Regions from separate parts of the Sus scrofa genome. Here region 1 is linked to region 2. The links are chromatin contacts, called in public HiChIP or PLAC-seq maps. All regions are on one chromosome and are shown on one strand. Each heading gives the region's core, a stretch centred on a gene start, on an enhancer-like site or on the middle of the called end of the contact. The rest is flanking DNA. Distances are from core to core; before and after follow the strand shown.

Evidence for each region. HiChIP or PLAC-seq counts read pairs in DNA pulled down with a chosen protein or histone mark.
Region 1: a contact with region 2 is called in an H3K27ac HiChIP or PLAC-seq map of skeletal muscle, with 4 times the contacts expected there. The contact joins two enhancer-like sites. A contact is called at or near these places in 1 of 47 Hi-C or Micro-C datasets (embryonic fibroblasts) and 1 of 2 datasets of contacts at active chromatin or transcription factors (skeletal muscle).

What each region holds. Positions count from the first base shown.
Region 1 is chr6:131,909,565-131,913,487 of Sscrofa11.1, forward strand. The region is part of intron 6 of ADGRL2 (adhesion G protein-coupled receptor L2); the gene reads right to left. Among named protein-coding and RNA genes, the nearest start is that of ADGRL2, 450 kb to the right of the region's middle. Within about 2 kb of position 1,462, at least 4 of the 83 cell types and tissues checked have an H3K27ac peak or open chromatin away from gene starts, as enhancers often do. A contact at or near this core is called in skeletal muscle, where this site is marked.
Region 2 is chr6:130,780,224-130,784,084 of Sscrofa11.1, forward strand. No RefSeq gene overlaps it. Among named protein-coding and RNA genes, the nearest start is that of TTLL7, 1.1 Mb to the left of the region's middle. Within about 2 kb of position 1,683, at least 2 of the 83 cell types and tissues checked have an H3K27ac peak or open chromatin away from gene starts, as enhancers often do. A contact at or near this core is called in skeletal muscle, where this site is marked.

The sequences.
Region 1 (3,923 bases), core at 212-2,711, 1.1 Mb after region 2:
ATGTTCTATTAATTCCTAATCAATAACCATAATAATACACAGTTTAAAAAAATGATAGGCTTTTAAAGCAGAGGAATGAAATTTCTCCGTGGAAGGCACCAGTGTAATAAAGAAATAACAATTCCACACAGAGATAATTTGCTTCAAAGTAAAGACACAGGGAAAATAGTTTTCAACATGATTTTTCTATGTAGTACATTGCAGTGTAGTTAAGAACTGATTAAATATAATCCACATAAAACAGAAATATTCTATCAACTCAAGACCTTTTGAAAATCTTATAGACTCACCCATTATGTGAAGAACTGGCATCACAGTATTTAATGTTAAGAATAAATGATTAAAATTAGAACTCACTTCATGAACAAAACAGGTAAAATTCTTTTCCTCTCTCTACAGATAGACACTATTTACCATCCTCTACAAGAGAAAGCATTAGTTAAATGCAAGGTCACCTAGACAGCCCCAATCAGCCAAGAACCATTTTTGACAGTAATTGGGGTTAGATTATTCTGTCATCTAAATCCAGTGAAATAATCTGCTTGAGGTGGGGACTGATGTAAAAATACCTACAAAATGAGGCAAAATGTGTACAGCCAAAAATTTCATGGTCCAAAGGCAGGAAATACCTTTGAGAATAAAATAGAGATCAAACACATTATATCATTTTAAAAATCAGTTTGACAACAGATATCTTAATCATTCATATTTTACATTTTAAACTTGCATGTGCACTAATTTTTAGCCCATAACTGTCAAAAGTACTGCTGTATACAAACAAATAATATAAATTTGTTAAAGTAAGTACATGGGTGTACACGATCAAAAAAAGAATTAAAGAGCATTATCTAATAATTGAAGAGGCAAAACTAAATTCTTTTTTATTAGGACTCTCACAATGGTTTTTTTTTTTTTTTTTTTTTTTGCCACTACAATGGTTAAGTCTTTATTATTTATCCAGAAAAAGATACACACTTGTATCTGGTTTTGTTCTAACAAAATAACATGTGTTTGAATGGATGTAAGTCCAAAGTTAACCATCTTTTCAACCTCTCCTACCTATCTTGTCTAAGAACTAATGGTTTTTATCTGTTTCTTTTTACAGATACCAGATTAAAAAAAGTTTTGAAGTTACTTCATGCACCTTAAAACAGAATTAAGATGTGGTCATGGAAGGAAACTGCTGCTTAACCTGCCTGGTTTTAAACTTCTATTTCTATTTTTATCAAAGTATTGAATTTATCCTAAACTCTCCCAAAGAATTTTCAGCTTTTTTTAAGAAGGCTTTTTTTTAAGCAGCTAATTTCAATACGGAAATTCAGAGATTAAGGTGTAATCCCGTGTGTGAATTTTAATGTTTATAATGTACTCCTCACAGATTGGAAAAATCAATGACAAGACCAACAGGGGCCCGTTTTGCTCAGCATACGTTTTTCTTGTCAGGTCGTGATTAATGCTGTGCTCTGTAGAGGGAGACATTACATCCGGGCTAAAACAGACCTAAATTTTACCCTCAGGCAGAAATCTGATTTAAACATCTCTATTTAAAGTGACATTTGTCCTCCCTTTTCAACTGGTTTCCCCAGAAATTCCAGGAAGTTGACTTCATGACCTAAAAACAGCCGGGTGGCTCTGAGTAGCAGTTGTGCCTGTTCTGCGCTTTGGGAAATCTGGGCGCCACAATGGATCCAGGTGGTAGTAAAACAGGTGCCCAGCTATCTACTCCGATGACTCCCATGCCACTTTACTGCTACAAGAATTTAAGATTTAGAGTTCTGTATAATCCTCAAGTAGGAATAATTTCTAATATGTTTCTTTGGCTGATAATAATCTAACCTGGTCCTACTGATGGACCAGGTTTCTCCTGATGGATAAAATTACATCTGGTTTTTCACTACACGGATTTGAAATACCAACTGATTACAAATTCTCGAAATCCAGAAAAGCAACCATGTCATGCAACAGTGTTCACAAAAACAAAAATGGAGGGCAAAAAGAACAAAAATGTTCACATAATGAAAGTCACCAAGTAAACAAGATGTATGCATATAAAAACAGGCACCAATATCCTTACAATGTGAAACATGGTAACTTTTGCTATTATTAAGCAATTTAGAGACTGCTGGAAGTTCCTACCAACCAAGGTAATCTAATTTCTGCTGCTTTTCAAAGTAAATTGATTTTTTTTTCCTTTTAGCGTTCTGGTAATTGAACAAATTTATACAACTGTGATGGGATTTTACTTACCACCACACAATGCATAAAATCCTTTACGAAGACAAACTATATTACTTCATAAAACTGCATTTTTGTTGTAATTAAATAAATTGTACTTAAACTTGCTCTGTGATTCCAAAGCAATCAATAGCATTTTGCTCGAAACTGTACTTTACTTGCAGGTATTAAGCACTTGGTCCCTTCATTCCCTCTACTTTTTTTTTTTAAAGAAGATTTTTATTTGCAAAATACAGAAATTCTTTGGTAAAATATAGTTTTTAAAAAACAGTTGTATAAGAATATACTGAAAAGTAAATCAACTATACTTCAATTAAAAAGAAGAATATATTGGAGAGTATCTTCAAATTATTGCCTACAGTTAATCCATTATTAAAGTAACCTAAAAAGATTTTTAAGGATTTTTGGTTATTTAGGACCTTTTCTTATATGGCACAGTGAGCCACTGAAAAAAATTCCTACTTACATCAACTTAAGGGATTTTCACAATGTATAATATATTTAACAAAACCTATATACTCAACTCAAAATATCATATTGATGTCCTGAATAAAATTTAGGAATGAGATCCTAGTTATAGATACTCCTTTAAAAGTTATCACACTAGGTCAAGAAAACTGTCATTATTTTAGGATTCTAATTCCGTAATTCCAATAATTAACTATCTCTAAATTAATCCATGTCCTTAACTTTTATTTTAAGGCTTTAAAAAATAGTAACAATCACTACTTGACCAATCTTGAGTAGTAAAAATATTTTAGATAACAATCTTAATTTTTCTGATAACATCAAGTCTAATTACAGTAATATGGGTGATTAAGTACTTTTCAACCTTTCAACCTTCAATCAAAAATTATTTGGAGAGATGAATATTTGGGTGGGGCTACAGACTAATTAGTGTTATGTAATAAAGTCAATTATGATTTTAATCTATCATTAAAATAGAAATGTTTTAGTCTTTCCTGAAAATAGTTACAAAACAGATATCTATTTAGGTACTGTGAAGTAATACTTAAACAAATTACCTTAGTAACTGATACAACCAAAACAAACAGGATTTTAAGTCCCTTCCAAGTCCAGCAGCTAAAGTTGCTATTTTTAAATAGCAATCCTATGACACTAAATTCTCAAATGTCCAAAACTACATACAGTTAATCTATGCTAAACTGTGCAAGTGGTATGGGTTCTTATTAAAATGACAATAGATTTCTCTTAGGTAGGGATAAGCGTGTTTAGCCCATACCTTAGAATATAAGACTCTCTTCATCTCATACTACACTTGTCAGTAAACTCAGTGTTATTGAATATTTATTCACAAAAGTTAGGTCAAATAAATATTTTGATAGAAAATAGAGCTATAACATTTTATTACTATGGTGTGCAGATTTCTAGTTACCTCCTGACCTTCCCAACATCTCAATCTTAGCTCATATATTCCTCTATTAGTTAAGACACTAAAATATTATTTTAAAAATTTTAATGAAACACAGAAAGCTCCAATAATGATCAAATAAAGTTCTAACCCTAAGTAAATCTTAGTTTGAAAGCTCTCCTCTTGCTAATTTTAAGAAAGGAAACGCCCAGAAGCCTAGTGTTAACGTTTATGCTTATTGTGAAAATTGCAGCAATAAAAACTCCAACTGCTTGTCTTAAACTAAGATTTGCAGTATTCCATGTGAGATCTATAT
Region 2 (3,861 bases), core at 433-2,932:
AGAAATCAGCATTTTCTGAATTTCCACCACTTTGGTCAAAAGCCAACTTCTAAAATAGGAGCTCTTCAGTAAGCAAGTTTGGGGCCAGCTCTGTAATGGGGAGCTTAAAAGATCATTTACTAATCTGAATTTCTATGAGGAAAAGGGCAAGTGCTTCCTAGACCCTGCAAGATTTTAAGGTAACTGCTCACACTTTCTGATGAGGTGGTGAAAACTGACGTCAGAAACTTAGCACTGAGGTTGTGGAAGATGTTTGACAGCCATGGAGTTCAAAGACTGATGTACTTTCTTCCACTGGCTGTACATATTGAAACTAAGTAAAAATCTTGAGAGTGATTATCCTGAGAATAGAATCACTCAATATATAAACTTATTTTGACTTCTTAAAAAAGAAAACTGGGGAAAAAAGAAAGAGGAAAGAAAAAGAGATTCAACCATTACTTTCTTGGTTGATCTTGAGGTCTATTACTTTTGAGTTAATTTAGTTTCAAAGAATTAAATTCATTTCAAAATATGAAAGAAAAGAATAAAAAAAAAAGAATGGAAAGAAGGAAAAGGCATAAAGAGGAAAGAAGGGAGAGAGGGGAAAAGACTTAAGATGAAATCAGTAAAATCTGAAAACTGCAAGGAGCCTTAGTGCTTACCCAGTGTGGTCACAAATTTGGAAATCTCCTCTTTCCCTCTAACTACTGTTCACCATCTTCCTTTCGTTGTTGTTGCTGTTGTTGTTGTTTTTAGGGATTTATCCATGTGGAAGTTCCCAGGCTAGGGGTTGAATCAGAGCTACAGGGGCTGGCTGATACCACACCACAGCAACACTAGATCCAAGCCACATCTTCAACTTACACCACAGCTCATGGCATCGCCAGACACTTAAGCTACTGAGCAGGACTAGGGATCAAACCCACATCCTCACAGATACTAGTCTGATTCGATTCCACTGAGCCACAATGGGAACTCCCACCCATCTTCTTGATCAGTCGCAGTGAAAGGGAACCTGGTCCATTCTCTTGTTAGCCATGTTTAATTTACCCATCAGTTTTTCCTTATGCTGAATTATAATCTACATTCTAAGAAGTTTTACTCAAAGTCCTTATTCTAACTCCTAGATTTACTAAACTATGTCTACCTCCCTCTTCTTACAAAAGCCCTTCAGGACATGGAGCCTTTCAGTCTAATCCACGAGGATGCCTGGTCTTAGCAGAAGCACAACAAACAGACACAGAGTATCCCTCAAAGGAAATGCCACTTTGGGAGGAGGCTATGACGTCACTCCGATCAGAGAAAATATTGTAGCTAGACCCCTGTGTTGTGGAGCATTTGTCAAACATTAAACAGAGAAGCCCATCTCCACAGGGAGCCTAGAAAAAACTGCAAATGGGGTCAGATGTGCCCAAGGGAGCCTGAGGCAGAAGTATTCTGACATGAGCAGAAGGGATGGATGCCGCTGCTGCCATTAGAAAGGCAGTTCTCACACGTGCAGTTTGGTTCCGTAACCCTGGAATGATCTGATTCTACTGAAGTTAAGGCAGATCTGTTCACAGAGGCATTGTTTTGTCCTGTGCAGGGAGGCAGTGGGGAATGAAAGAATTCATGAAGGACGATAGAAGGATGGTGATCACAGCGGAGCGGGGAAGACCCACAGGAAATTCTGTAGTTCACATGCCGGCCCTCAAGATGATAGATGAGCCTGTGCAGGGAGAGCAATCACAGTAAACGGAGTGAACTCGAAGCTCAGTCACAGGACGGAAACCGAAACTGAGGAGAGGGTGTTTCTTACAGAAAAGGAATGACATTTTTTTTCTCCAAACTTTCAATTACAGATGTCTGCAGAAACACTTAAAATTGTGGCACAGGACACAGAGAGCAAAGTTTTGAAATGTGGCAACTAACAGATTTAGAGTAAAATTTGTTTCTATAGAAAAAAAAAAATTCTCCACATTCAAACCCATAAGATAAAGGAGAAGGAACAAAAACCTGAGAAATCAACCTCGGATACAGAAGCAAAAATGAACCAGAGAACCATTCAAATAGGATTAAACACACTGATGTCAAGAAGCAAGTTGCATCTAACAGAAAAAAAAACCATTGAGTTGTAGACCCTCTGCCCATTAAGACAGATCCTGATGTGCAAACTATTACATTTAGAATGGATAAGCAGGGGCATAATGGAGGATAATGTGAGAAAAAGGGGTGTGTGTGTGTGTGTGTGTGTGTGTGTGTGTGTGTGTGAGACTGGGTCACTTTGCTGTACAGTAGAAAATTGACAGAACACTGTAAACCAACTATAACAGACAAAATAAAAATCACTAAACAAACAAAGAATGGACAAGCAACAAGGTCCTACTGTACAGCACAAGGAACTATATCCAATCTCTTGGGATAGACCATGATGTAAGAAAAGAAATGGAGTGTGTGTGTGTGTGTGTGTGTGTGTGTGTGTGTGTGTGTATGAATGACAGGGTCACCTTGTTGTACAGCAGAAATTGGCACAACATTGGAAATAGACTATACTTTAATTTAAAAAAATAATAAAGACGGATCCTGATGTATTTGTTCACAATCCCAGTGAAAGGAATGGGTAGCATTTGCTTGAACCCAGACATCAGATCTGAAACAGCCTCACTAATGTGGGATAACACTGATAGGAGGAGGAAATATGATATTTTCTGTTGCTTTATGAATACAAATTAAATGTTATAAGAATTAGAATAGAAAAACTTGCAAGTGACTCCAAACAAGAAAATACATTCACAGTACTATTCTTGGAGAGGAAAAAACAACAACAACAACAACAACAACTAGTAGATGGTTTTTATGTTACTAAATTAGACACCATTATTCTCAGAAATTACATTTTTTGGATTGGTTTCTCAACTCACAATGAACTGCCTCAGTGACCCTTTTACCTTCAGAAGCAAGCCCTTGATAACCTTCCTTATATTCGTCCCAAAATTAGAGCAATCGTGGTTTTTTTAAACAGAAATTATGCAGAAGGCATTCTGGTTCAGTATGGGCTTGAGTTTTGAATGGGGTGATTTAACTTGGGCATCTGCCACATGGCCTGAGAAGCAAAAGAAAAGCCTGCAGAAGAAGGTGGCTGCAGTGGAAATGCAAAGAGGCAAATATGACGTGCAAAGACTTCTTTCTAGTTTACCGTTCTGATTTTATGTTACAGTTCCAAATTTCTTCCAAGCAGAGATATACCTTGATATACATCCCTTGCTTTGACTAGGTATTTTTGTTTGTTTGTTATTGATAACCAGTAGTACATATTATAACATAGGTCTATGTTCCTGTTTTGAGTGAAATTGTCTGCATACTTAAGTTCAGACATAATATCATATTTTTTACCTATGCTTCCTGCAGGCAATCAGAACAGCCTAGCATAAGCCCAGGTAGGATGAGCCCCTCAAAAAAGGCTTTTGGAAGAATCAAACATGTTGATACAACTCACTTTAGTAAACATACCCACACGAGGCATCTGAAATGTACCCAGATTGTACCCAGAACTAGGATCTGGGTACTGGGATTTCATCAGTGGACAGGATATGTTGCCAAAATTTGGCCTCCATCCACTGGTGCAGAATAGAAACACAGAGACAGAGTTTTGGGCCAAGGAGAGAAAAAAAAAAAAAATAGCTTTATGGCTTTGCCAGGCAAAGGAGTCCATAGCAGGCTAATGCCTTAAAGACTGTGCCCTTTCTTGGGAGAGAATAGGAAGTGGTTTTATAGTTTGGGAGTAGAAAATAGGGTCACAGATAAGGATAAATATAGATACAAGCATGTATTCTTCTTCAAAGCTGGGGTTTAGTGGCCCCAGGACTGATTCCGGTGGTCCTGGAGTGAAAAATGCTTCTA